2 separate regions of the Nomascus leucogenys genome follow, and region 1 is linked to region 2. The links are chromatin contacts, called in public Hi-C maps. All regions are on one chromosome and are shown on one strand. The core of a region is the stretch at or near the end of the contact, and the rest is flanking DNA. Distances in the headings are between cores, read along the strand shown. Region 1 has its middle 12 kb from the start of GHRH. Region 2 overlaps SRC (proto-oncogene tyrosine-protein kinase Src).

The links. Hi-C and Micro-C count contacts between places; a contact is called where the count stands out from the background.
Region 1: a contact with region 2 is called in a Hi-C map of a lymphoblastoid cell line, with 6 times the contacts expected there. The contact joins two enhancer-like sites. A contact is called at or near these places in 3 of 4 Hi-C or Micro-C datasets (a lymphoblastoid cell line and an unstated tissue).

The regions. Positions count from the first base shown.
Region 1 is chr13:26,769,109-26,775,274 of Asia_NLE_v1, reverse strand. No RefSeq gene overlaps it. Among named protein-coding and RNA genes, the nearest start is that of GHRH, 12 kb to the left of the region's middle. Within about 2 kb of position 4,629, the one cell type or tissue checked has an H3K27ac peak away from gene starts, as active enhancers do. A contact at or near this core is called in a lymphoblastoid cell line, where this site is marked.
Region 2 is chr13:26,636,937-26,643,120 of Asia_NLE_v1, reverse strand. It overlaps SRC (proto-oncogene tyrosine-protein kinase Src), which reads left to right. Exons shown (of 16, transcript XM_030826273.1): 11 at 197-352; 12 at 2,610-2,789; 13 at 4,113-4,189; 14 at 4,961-5,114; 15 at 5,275-5,406; 16 at 5,697-6,184. The coding sequence ends at 5,905. Among named protein-coding and RNA genes, the nearest start is that of SRC, 56 kb to the left of the region's middle. Within about 2 kb of position 1,895, the one cell type or tissue checked has an H3K27ac peak away from gene starts, as active enhancers do. A contact at or near this core is called in a lymphoblastoid cell line, where this site is marked.

The DNA.
Region 1 (6,166 bases), core at 3,380-5,879, 130 kb before region 2:
TATGACTGTTTGTTTACCCATTCACCTTGATGGACATTTAGGTTGATTCCAGTTTGGGGCTACTATGAATTATGCTGCTATGAACTTTTTTTTCTTTTGAGACAGGGTCTAGCTCTGTCACATAGGCTGGAGTGCAGTGGCACAATCTCAGCTCACTGCAGCCTTGACTTCCTGTGCTCAAGTGATCCTCCCACCTCAGCTTCCTGAGTAGCTGGGACCACAGGCATGAGCCACTGCACCCAGATAATTAAAAAACATTTTTTTTTGTAGCAATGGGTTCTCTCTATATTGCCCAGGGTCTCTCTCTATCAAACTCTTGGGTTCAAGTGATCCTCCCACCTTGGCCTCCTAAAGTGTTGAGATCACAGGTGTGAGTCACCCTGCCCGGCCTGCTATGAACATTGCAGTAGGAGACCTTGTGTGAAGATGTTTTCATTAATCTTGGGTGGGTACCTAGGATGGGAATCACTGGGTCATATAATGAGGGTTTAGCTTTTTAAGAAACTGCCAGTCTTTTCCAAAATGGCTGTACCATTGACTTTCCCCCAGCAGCGATGGGGGTCTGCCCCTGAATTTCTTAAATGAGCATTTATTTCCTCATCCCACAAACCCCTCTTAAGCAACTAATTAGGCCCACATAGAGCTTGCTGGATTAGCTGTCCATCTCCGCGGGGCTTGGTCCCTTTTCTGCAGTTAGGGGAGTGGGTGGGCCTCTCCCCTCTGCATAGCATCTTCTGGGGTGCTATGAGGAATGTGGAGTGTTTGGACACAGTGCTTGTCTTCAAAGAGCTACAGGAGGAAGCTGAATCATTACCCCGGGCAGGTAGATCCAGAGAGGGACACAGTATCAGTATAAATGCAGAGAGGGACACAGTATCAGTATAAATACTCCAAGTATCAAGAGAAGGGAGAAGTCATGTAAACCCAGGAGTTCATCTTCAGACAGGAGTAGGGAGAAGCTTAAAATGGGAGCACAGATTTAGGGGGCAAATGGATTTGGATTTGAAACCAACTCTGCCATTTGCCCCATGTGAGATTCTAGGCAAGCTCAATCCCTTAATCTCTCTGAGCCTCAGTTACTACATCTGTACAATAGAGATGATAAGAACTACCACTCCAGGTTGTTGTGAGAACCAGAAATATGCTTGGCCAGGCACGGTGGCTCACACCTGTAATCCCAACACTGGGAGGCAGAGGCAGGCAGGTTGCTTGAGTCCAGGAGTTCGAGACCAGCTTGGGCAACACAGCGAGACCCCCGTCTCCACAAAAAGAAAGAAAGAAAAAGAAATATGCATGTTGGTGTCTGATATGTAAGTGTCTTGGCAAATGGTAGCAGTTATTGTAGTTTTTCAGAGCTGAGCTCTGAAAAAACGGGCAGCTTGATGGCAGCCTGGTGGCGGGGAGGGCTGGGAGCCATCTTGGTGACAGGCTTTATTTGCAGTAAATTCTCAAACCCACTGAGAAAGAGCATAGTGGGGTGGGGTGTGGGGGAGGATGGAGAGCCAGAAAGAACCCGGAGAATGGAAACCCAGCCCCTTCCACCAATTCCCACCGCCGCCTTGTCCTTGTCCTCCGAGTGATGATGAGAACGCCTTGGTGGCCGCCCAGCTCACTTTCCCAGGATGTGTTTTAACCCAGTGTTAATTAGTGATTGTGGCTGCATCTAGGGCTGGGGGCTTGAGCTGAAGAAAGAAAGTACCCCAGAGAAAGGCAGACTTTAAAAGGCCCCAAAAGGCTGGGGCAGTGAGGCTCTGCGGAGAGGGAGACAAGCCCTGCATTTGTGTTGCAAATTTCCAGTGTGTGCAAGCCAGCCATTCAATGAGGGCGATGCTACTGGCAGCCGGCATGGGGGTGGGGAGGGAAAGGAAGTCCACAAAGGGGGCCTGTCTGAGGACCTCAGACCCTGCTTTGTAAAAGCTGCTTTCATCCCTCTCCCTGGTTGATGGCAGTGTTCCCAGTCCAAGGCCACTGTGCAAGGATGCAGAGGCCTGGACCCCAGACTCCCAGATTCTCTTGACCCTCCCCACTTGCCCTTCTAGGCCTGTTTTTGTGGCATCAGCAGCAGCAGGTGTCTGAGTGTTCCTGGGTACTGGGTCAGAGGAGACCAGGTTTAAGAGGTGTGGGCTTGCTAGGTGGCTTCAGGCAAAGTCACTTAACCTCCCTGAGTGTCAGTTTCCTCTTCTGTAATAAGGAGATGATATGGTCCTTTCCCCTGCTTCACAGGGTCTTACCCAAACAGAAGGGCCTGTGATTGGATGGCAGCTCAGAGCTTCATTTCTTTCTCAAAAAGTCTGCATCTGGGAAAGTCATTAGAAGAGCTCTTTTAATGAAGAGATGAGGTCAATTGTACTTAGCAAATCAATGAAGCAACTCTGGGTTCCTTGGAAATGTTACTCCCATGAGTATTTTAATTTTTTTTTTTTTTTGAGATGGAGTTTAGCTCTTGTTGCCCAGGCTGGAGTGCAATGGCATGATCTCAGCTCACAGCAACCTCCACCTCCCAAGTTCAAGCGATTCTCCTGCCTCAGCCTCCCCAGTAGCTGGGATTGCACGCATGCATCACCATGCCCGACTAATTTTATATTTTTAGTAGAGATGGGATTTCACCATGTTGGCTAGGCTGGTCTCGAACTCCCAACCTCAGGTGATCCACCCACCTCAGCCTCCCAAAGTGCTGGGATTACAGGCGTGAGCCACCGCGCCCGGCACTAATTTTTTTTTTTAAGACAGAATCTCATTCTGTCACCCAGGCTGGAGTGCAATGGCGTGATCTCTGCCCACTGTAACCTCCGCCTTCCAGGTTCAAGCAATTCTCCTGCCTCAGCCTCCCAAGTAGCTGAGACTATGGGCATGAGCCACCATGTCCAGCTAATTTTTGTATTTTTAGTAGAGACAGGGCTTCACCATGTTGGCCAGGCTGGTCTTGAACTCCTGACCTCAAGTGATTCGCCCGCCTCGGCCTCCCAAAGTGCTGGGATTATAGGCGTGAACCACTGCACCTGGCCCATGAGTATTTTAAACATTCACCTTGCTTGGAATCTTTGGGCCTGCCACAAGTCAATTAGGCACGCTAACCAGGTTGTTTTTTGAGTTGGTAGACTTGGTGCAGGTGCCAAGCCTGCTGCATGGAAGGTTGTCTCCAGCTGATCCTCGGGTAACCTCTCCCTGGTGAAGATCTGACCATACTTCAAAAGCCCCCTTGGAGGCCATCTCTCCAAGAAGCATTCTCCCTCCCTGGCCTTGCCTGTGGTTGAGTGATTTTATAATTTTATATGCAGAAAATTGTCTCCTTTCCTCAGACCCTTGGGATGCCTGGGACCAAATCTTTGAGCCCTCTAAAGCTTTCTAATCAAAGTGTGGTCCATAGACCAGCAGTATTGACAGCACGTGGGGGCTTGTTAGGAATGCAGAATGTCAGGCTCCACTCTGGACCAATTGAATCAAAGGCTAAAATCTGTGAGGATTCTAAAAGCATCAGGCACCCTGGTGTCTGCCGGGGATTCCGATCAGGTAGGAGGGCCATGGCCTCAGACAGCCAGGAGATGTCGCTGTTCCCCAGTCATTGGAGTTGTCAGGTTTTGCTACCAATGCCAGAGGCCCCGCCTGTGGGGCTTTGTTCGCTGTGAAATCCCAGGACCACGAAAGGGTCAGGTCGGGTTTGTCACGCCACCTTTTCTTCAGCCACTCAACCTGCCCCTCCTCCCATCTTTCCCCGACCGTTCCTGTCCTGGGTTCTCATCGATGTTTCCAGATAGGGAAGACTGTGTGATCCCCAAGCCCAGACCTACCCCAGGATCTCAGGAGAAAGCCCACAGGAGAAAGTGCATCTGGCCAGGTGCAATGGCTCATGCCTATAATACCAGCACTTTGGGTGGCCGAGGTGGGTGGATCACTTGAGGCCAGGAGTTCGAGACCAACCTCGGCAACATGGTGAAACTCTGTCTCTACTAAAAATACAAAAATTAGCCGAGCATGGTGGCATGCGCCTGTAATCCCAGCTACGTGGGAGGCTGAAGCAGAAGAATCGCTTGAACTTCGGAGGCGGAGTTTGCAGTGAGCTGAGATCGTGCCACTGCACTCCAGTCTAGACAACAGAGCAAGACTCTGTCTCAAAAAAAAAAAAAAAAAAAGGAAGTGCATCCTACAGGGGCTCCCTCAGCCTGGGTCATCAGGCAAGACGAGCTCAGACCAGCAAGGAGGGGGTGTCTACAGGGAGGACCCCCCTCGTTTGGAATCTCTGAGTTGGGGGATCTTAGTGACAACAGGACCTGCAGACACAGTGAGAAGAATTCCATGATTTGAGAGTCCACAGGCAAAAGTCAAGGCCTGCTTGGGACTTTAGCTTCCAGTTTCTATTTTCCATGTCAGGAGCCAGGTTATCTCATGGTCTTACTTCCCCTCTGTGGTTACAGTGCAGTTAAAGGAACCCTAATAGCCTTGACTGCAGCAAACTCAGGTTTGAGTCAGGGCCAAAGGGCCCTCACTCCAGACTACAAGCAGAGTCACTGGGGTTTCCCTCTAGGGCCTGGAGCTCCCACTCTCTGGGCCTTTCCCACCCTGCCTGGTTCAGTCCCTGAACACCCAGGCCACAGAGCAGAAGGAAGAGCAGCCTCCACACCCAGGCCCCCAGCTCCTGACTCCCCAGTGGCTGGGCCCTGTTGATGCTGGAACCTCCTCTAAGGCCCAGAACCTGGAATCCATGGCTGAGACCTGGCTCCCTGCCTAGCTCCTGTCCCGCCGGGTTCAGCCCCAGTCACCACCACCCAATGACTCACGGAGTCTAGCTGTCCTGGATTTCCACAGTCTAGCAGTAACATCTACATGCCAGTCACGTAACATACATGATCTCATCTCATTCAACAACTTTGAGCCTTAGGAACACATAGTGCTCTCATTTCATGGTGGAAGAAGCTGAGTCTTGGAGATATTGGGTAACTTGTCCAATCTCATACAGATGGTACATGCAGAGGCCAGGGTTAGGAGTGGGGCTTGCCTGCCTCCAGACAAGCTCGCCTGCCCCAGAACAGTGCTATCCCTGACCCTGGCCCAGCAGCCCAGGGCTGATTTCTGCCAGCTTGATTTCCCATGGATTGGTGTCAGCAGGGTCTCTGTGGGTCCTGCGAGGTGGAGTGATAAAGGTGACAAGTGAGGATTTCTTATAGCAATGACAAGGATACTGCAAAGGAAGATAGCACTGCACTTTACATTTGCACTTGTCATGGTGATAGTGACATTTCTGATTAACATCAGAACTTTGGTCTGCTGATTTCACCCGTGAACTTGGAACCAGAAGTCCCAGGATCCATCTGATCTCTGACCCAGTTCCCACGTCCTTCAGGTGAGAGATGGTCCCAGGCATGCACAAACATTCCAGGATATTAATTGATGATGAAAAGTCATCATTAATTTATTGGCATATTTTGCTTTTTATTCCTGCCTCCTTCCATCCTTTGATAATTTATCCATCAGATATCGAAGTAATAATACCCATCGGGTGCTAAGTGCTGTGTTTGGTGTCCAGGAGCCAAGGAAGAGTAAAGCACAATTCAAATGAACTGATATTTATCAAGTGCCGCTATGTGCCATTCACCAAGTTGGGGGCTCCAGGCATTCTGTGGACTTGCTTTGGTGCAATTTTCATCCTAGCTAGACAAGTGGGCAAACAGATAATTACACAGCGTGATATACACAGTCTATAATCGAGGTGCATACAAGGAGCTGTGGGAGCAGCGTGGGTGGGGCCTTCACCCTGCTAAGGAGGAGGAAAGGCTTCACCTAGGATGTAACTTTTTTTTGGCGGGGGGCACAGGGTCTCACTCTGTCGCACAGACTGGAGTGCAGTGGCACGATCTTGGCTCACTGCAAACTCCGCCTCCCGGGCTCAAGCGACTCTCTCACCTCAGCCTCCGGAGTAGCTGGAATTACAGGTGCGTGTCACTACTGCCTGGCTAATTTTTTTATTTTTAGCAGAGATGGGGTTTCACTATATTGGCCATGCTGGTCTTGAACTCCTGACCTCAAATCATCCACCCCCGCCCCCAGCCTCCCAAAGTGTTGGGATTACGGGTGTGAGCCACCTCATCTGGCTCCTTTTTTTTGGAAACAGGGTCTCACTCTGTCACCCAGGCTGGAGTGCAGTGGCATGATCTGGGCTCACTGCAACCTC
Region 2 (6,184 bases), core at 646-3,145:
AGCAGATGCATAAAGCACTGTGGGCCTGTGTGGGGGTGGGGCTGTGTGCACACAGATGTAGATGCCTGGCTTTGAGGGCGCCCTGCGTGTCCCCGGAAATCTGCGTGCATCTGGCATGTAGGGCGACACACACTGAGGGGCAGGGAGGCCCCAGGGCAGAAGCCCCATCTAACTGCTCCTCCTGCCTCCTCCTCAGAACACGCCGATGGCCTGTGCCACCGCCTTACCACCGTATGCCCCACGTCCAAGCCGCAGACGCAGGGCCTGGCCAAGGATGCCTGGGAGATCCCTCGGGAGTCGCTGCGGCTGGAGGTCAAGCTGGGCCAGGGCTGCTTTGGCGAGGTGTGGATGGGTAAGGCCTGGCCCCTGCCCTCGGGAGAGGCATCCACCCCCACCCCGTGTGGCAGCTCTAGGCTCCCTTGGTCCCTTTGCCTTTAGCTGCCTCTGCTGGATGATGGGGCCCTGTCGTAAATCTGGAGCTCCCCAGTGGTGGCTGGCACCGACTTGGGATGTGGCCACCCAAGTGCTGTGCCCCGGACCGTGCAAACCATAGCACCTGATTCCAAGATGCGCACAGGGCTGGGCATTGCACAGACCTGCTGTGTAGGCTGAGCCCGGTGGCCTCACTCGGATCCTCAGTCTTCCCGACTGTGAATGGGGCTAGTGACAGTGGGACCTATGGGAGGTTGTGAGACCCTGACCCAGTGCGTGGCCACACACTAGCTGTTCGCCATGGAGAGAGAAGCCCGGCTCGCGGGAGGGAGTGCTGGAAAGCTTAGGTCTGTCATGGTCTGGGCCTGTTAGCGATTTCCTGTCTAGCCCTGGAGAAACAGCAATGCATGAGCGCTGTGCAGTCCTGACAAATCCCAGGCCCCTCTTCCACTGGCTGCTTTCTGCTCACACGGAGGGACCGGAGGCCAGGGTGGAGGAGAGACGGCAGTTGTAAGCCCGTAAGCCCATGGTGCTAGCGGGGATCACGGTGCGCTGTTTTCAAGGTGGTTTCATTGGAGCTGCATCTCCGCTCAGTCCCACTGCCTCCACGTTCCGCCCTCCAGAGGGCTGATGGAGGAAAGCAGAGGGGCCTCCTGGGTGGAAGGCACTGCAGGGACAGAGGCCTGGAGGCTGGAGGTCAGGCCGTCCGGGAAGGGGAGGCGTGGGCTTTGAGCTGGTGAGAGGGGAGAGGGGTGAGAAGCCAGGGTGTGGGCACAGCCACAAAGTGAGGACTTGAGCAAAACCTGGGCGAATGCACAGCGTCAGCCATTCTGGTGGCTGCAAAACTCATTTCTGGCTTGGGTGAGAGGTGCTGTCCCTGGGAAGGGCCTCACTTCCTCCCTGGGTGCTCCACGTTGACTCATGAAGTGCCACATGCAGATGGCCTGAGCCAGGAGGGCCACAGAGATGGGCCTGAGCCCCAACCCTCAGACGGAGGCCCAGCGACTGGGAGGAACGGGCCCAAGGTCACACATCAAAGGAACCTCGAGGCCCGCTGGGACAAGAACCTGGATTAAACATGCTGGTCTAGAATGCAGCTTCCCCCAGAGCCCCACAGTTAGAAAAGTAGACAGTAGTGAAATGATAACCACATTACTTACTGAGCCCTCACAGTGGGGCTGGCCCAGTGGTTAAAATCTCATTCAGTCCTCAAACAGCTCCACGGGTAGGCACTATGGATCCCCGTTTTCCAGATGAGATAACTGAGGCTTAGAGAGGGGAACTGACTCTCCCATGGTCTCTCTGCTGGCAGGAGGTGGAGGTGGGAGTCAGGCTCTGGCCAGCCTGACCCCCAAGCCCTCATGCTTAGGACAGTGTCTCATTTTGGGGGGCGGGTGGGCTCCAGAGGTGACCTCTTGTTCTGGCAGCAGCCTCAGAAACCCCTGGGCCAGCTCCACATCACCCCTGGCCTCCACCAGTACACATTGCATTTGCTAACACATGAGGCACGTTCAAAGTCCTGCCCAGAGGGAACATGACCAACCCAGAAGTGACACCGGTTGAGTTAGAACGTTGGTCCCCTGTCTGTCCAGGCTAATAAGCTGCTTTTTAGGACTTTTTTTTTTTAGACAGGATCTCACTCTGTCACATAGGCTGGAGTGCAGTGGCGCGGTTTCGGCTCACTGCAACCTCCGCCTCCCAGGCTCAAGCCATTCTCCTGCCGCAGCCTCCCGAGTACCCAGTATTACAGGCACGCACCACTACCACCCAGCTAATTTTTGTATTTTTAGTGGAGACAGTGTTTCACCATGTTGGCCAGGCTGGTCTTGAACTCCTGACCTCAAATGATCCACCCGCCTCGGCCCGCTAAAGTGCTGGGATTACAGGCGTGAACCACCACGCCCAGCCCGGACATTCTTAATAGTCACAGTCCCGACAACAGCTACTGGCTCTTGAGCATTTAATCCTAGTAACAATGCCATGAGGAGCACCCTGTCATTGTACCCATTTTACAGATGGGGAGACTGAGGCTCAGAAAGGGCCCAGGCTTTGGCTGGGTTTGTCACATGGCTGTGGAGGCCACAGCTGACACTGGCGCCCAGGCGGGCAGATCCTGGATCCCTGTGCAGTAGGAGTTGGGGGGCTCCACTGAGTCAGCCTGCATCCCTCCTCAACAGGGACCTGGAATGGCACCACCAGGGTGGCCATCAAAACCCTGAAGCCTGGCACGATGTCTCCAGAGGCCTTCCTGCAGGAGGCCCAAGTCATGAAGAAGCTGAGGCATGAGAAGCTGGTGCAGTTGTATGCTGTGGTTTCGGAGGAGCCCATTTACATCGTCACGGAGTACATGAGCAAGGGTGAGGCCTGGGCGGCCGGGGCAGGGGGCAGGGGCACTCCGGACAGGGCAGGGGGCATGAGCCTCATGTCCTCTCATGTCTAGAATGGGCACCTTCAAAGGTGGAATGCCGTAGAGCCAAATTCTCTGTTGCCAGGGCCAGAGTGCAGTGGTACAATCATAGCTCACTTCAGCCTCAACCTTCCAGGCTCAAGCAGTTCTCCCACCTCAGCCCCCCAAGTAGCTGGGACCACAGGTGTGTGTCACCAGGCCCAGCTAATTTTTTATTTTTTGTAGAGATGGGACCCTGTGTTGCCTAGGCTGGTCTCGAACTCTTGGGCTCAAGCAATCCTCCCACCTCCACCTCCCAAAGTGCTGAGATTACAGGTGCGAGCCACAGTAATTTTTAAACTAATTAGTTATTTTTCAAAATTCCACTTTTTGGAGGTAGAGTTTACATATGATAAAATACACCCCTTTTAAGTGTTCAGTTCAGTGGGTTTTAACAAGTGGATTTACTGTGTACCCCTAACCATAATGAAGATATGTAACACCTCCATCACCCAGAAAGTTCCTCGTGCCCTTTGCAGACAGTACCCTCCAGCCCCAAACCCAAGCACCCACTGATTTGCTTTCTGTCATTATAAATTTGTTTTGTTTATTCTAGAATTTCATACATGGAATCTTTTACATCTGGGATGCATCCTTTTTTACTTTTTACATTTAAATTTTTTATTTTTTGAGATGAGGTCTTGCTATATTGCCCAGGCTGGAGTGCAGTGGCGTGATCATAGCTCACTGCAGCCTTGACCTCCAAGGCTCCATAGATCTTCTCATCTCAGCCTCTCAAGTAGCTGGGACTACAGGTGCACAACATCCTGCCCAGCTACTTTTTTTTTTTTTTTTTTTTTTTTGTGTGTATTTTTTGTACAGACAGAGTCTTACTGTGTAGCTCAGGCTGGCCTCAAACTACTGGGCTCAAGCGATCTTCCCGCCTCGGCCTCCCACAGTGCTGGGATTGTAGGCAGGAGCCACTGCTCCCGGCCTGAGATGCATCCCTGTTGCGTCTCCCAGCAGTTTGTTCCTGTTGTCGCTGAGCAGGACTCCGCTGTCTGCATTAGCACAGTTTACCTGTTCACCTGGAGGTGGACTTCTGGTTGTTTCCCATCCTCCTTGCCTTTTGAGTGACAAGCACTGAGTGAGACTTTATTCAGAGATGAGTTTACATAAAATCTGCTGTGCTGGTTAAAGCAAGGCCAGCCGCCTGGGAGGACGGGTTTTGGGAATCACTGCATCCTGGCAGAGGGACAGGGCAGGAGCTGGAGCTGGGTCTCTCTCTGCCCAGGGAGTTTGCTGGACTTTCTCAAGGGGGAGACGGGCAAGTACCTGCGGCTGCCTCAGCTGGTGGACATGGCTGCTCAGGTAAGTCAGCCCCTCCCGCCTCCCCACACCCTTGGTCCTCAAGCACCCAGACCCATCTGGTACAGTCAGTTCTGGCCTCTTGAGTGCCCCCTCCAAGAAGCCTGCCTTGATTGCCTCCACACTCATTGACTTGCCGCACGTATTTATCAGGTCTGCTTACAGGTGCCCTGAGTGGTGATTCTGGGCAGCAGAAAGCCCTTACCTGGGCATCAGGGGTCACTGACTTACTGTGGGACCTCGGGCCTCAGTTGTCGTCTCTATAAAGGTCATTTAGTCGCTTAGCAGACGTGTTCATGCTTGCTGTAGGCAGTGCTCAACAAGCTTTTTTTTTTTTTTTTTTTTTTTTTTTTCATTTAATCCTCATCATGACCAGGAGTGATGAGGATTGGCTGTTAGTCCCATTGGACAGATGAGAAAACTGAGGCTCAGAGAGGGGACTTGGGCAGCAGGCAGGACCTGGCACTCATCTGTGTCTGGGTCTGCCGGGGCCTCTTTCCATGGTCACCTCGCTTTCCTGGCTGCATCTGATCTCGTGCCTCCCCTTTGACCTTTGCCCTCTGCCCTCTGCCCTGTGCCCTGTGCTCCCTACTCCCGCAGAGCACTGCTCCTGCTTTCGATGCCAGCAGCATTTACTGTGAACTGACCTCACTTGCCTGAAGAAGTGTGGGGAGGGTGGGGAAGGAGTGGTTGGCTCTCCAGCCCCGGGATGCTCTGTGGCCCTGGGAGGGCGTGGGTGGCACCTGAGCCAGGCTCCCACGGTTCCGCCTGCAGATCGCCTCGGGCATGGCGTACGTGGAGCGGATGAACTATGTCCACCGGGACCTTCGTGCAGCCAACATCCTGGTGGGAGAGAACCTGGTGTGCAAAGTGGCCGACTTCGGGCTGGCTCGGCTCATTGAAGACAATGAGTACACGGCGCGGCAAGGTGGGCAGGGGCTGTGTGGTATGTCGTGCTTGGCCTGGGACAGGTCACATCCCGCTCTGAGCCTCAGTTTTTTCCTCAGCTGTCATTCCTCATGGTGCTTATCTAGCAGAGTGGTCGTGACAGGAGGTCAGAGCTGCCCTGACCTTTCTCGTTCCTGCAGGTGCCAAATTCCCCATCAAGTGGACGGCTCCGGAAGCTGCCCTCTATGGCCGCTTCACCATCAAGTCGGACGTGTGGTCCTTCGGGATACTGCTGACTGAGCTCACCACAAAGGGACGGGTGCCCTACCCTGGTAAGAAGGTCCTCATGGCTCGTCTCTGGTCCCTGAACCCCTCTGCCCTGGTGGCCTTGGGCAAGTCATGACTCCTGCTGGGCCTGTTTCCCCATCCGTAAAACAAAGAAGTTGAGCATCTGATGTTAGGCTCTCTCGATGGTCCGTGTTCTCAGCTTCGGGGACAGGACCTATCTATGGTCACACCCAACCTGTCCTAGGCAGGAAGTCCTCGCTGTCCTCCCCATCAGCTTCCCCCACCCCACTTTCCTCACCGGAGCCGGGCTCCCCATGCCTCGCTCTGCCCACAGGGATGGTGAACCGCGAGGTGCTGGACCAGGTGGAGCGGGGCTACCGGATGCCCTGCCCGCCGGAGTGTCCTGAGTCCCTGCACGACCTCATGTGCCAGTGCTGGCGGAAGGAGCCTGAGGAGCGGCCCACCTTTGAGTACCTGCAGGCCTTCCTGGAGGACTACTTCACGTCCACCGAGCCCCAGTACCAGCCCGGGGAGAACCTCTAGGCGCAGGCGGGCCCAGACCGGCTTCTTGGCTTGGATCCTGGGCTGGGTGGCCCCTGTCTCAGGGCTTGCCCCGCTCTGCCTGCCTGCTGTTGGTCCTCTCTCTGTGTGGCTGAATTGCCAGGGGCGAGGCCCTTCCTCTTTGGTGGCATGGAAGGGGCTTCTGGACCTAGGGTGGCCTGAGAGGGCGGTGGGTGTGCGAGACCAACACAGTGACTCTGTCCAGCTCCCACTGTAGCCGCACGCCTCTCGCCGCACTCCCTCCTGGAGCTCTGTGGGTCT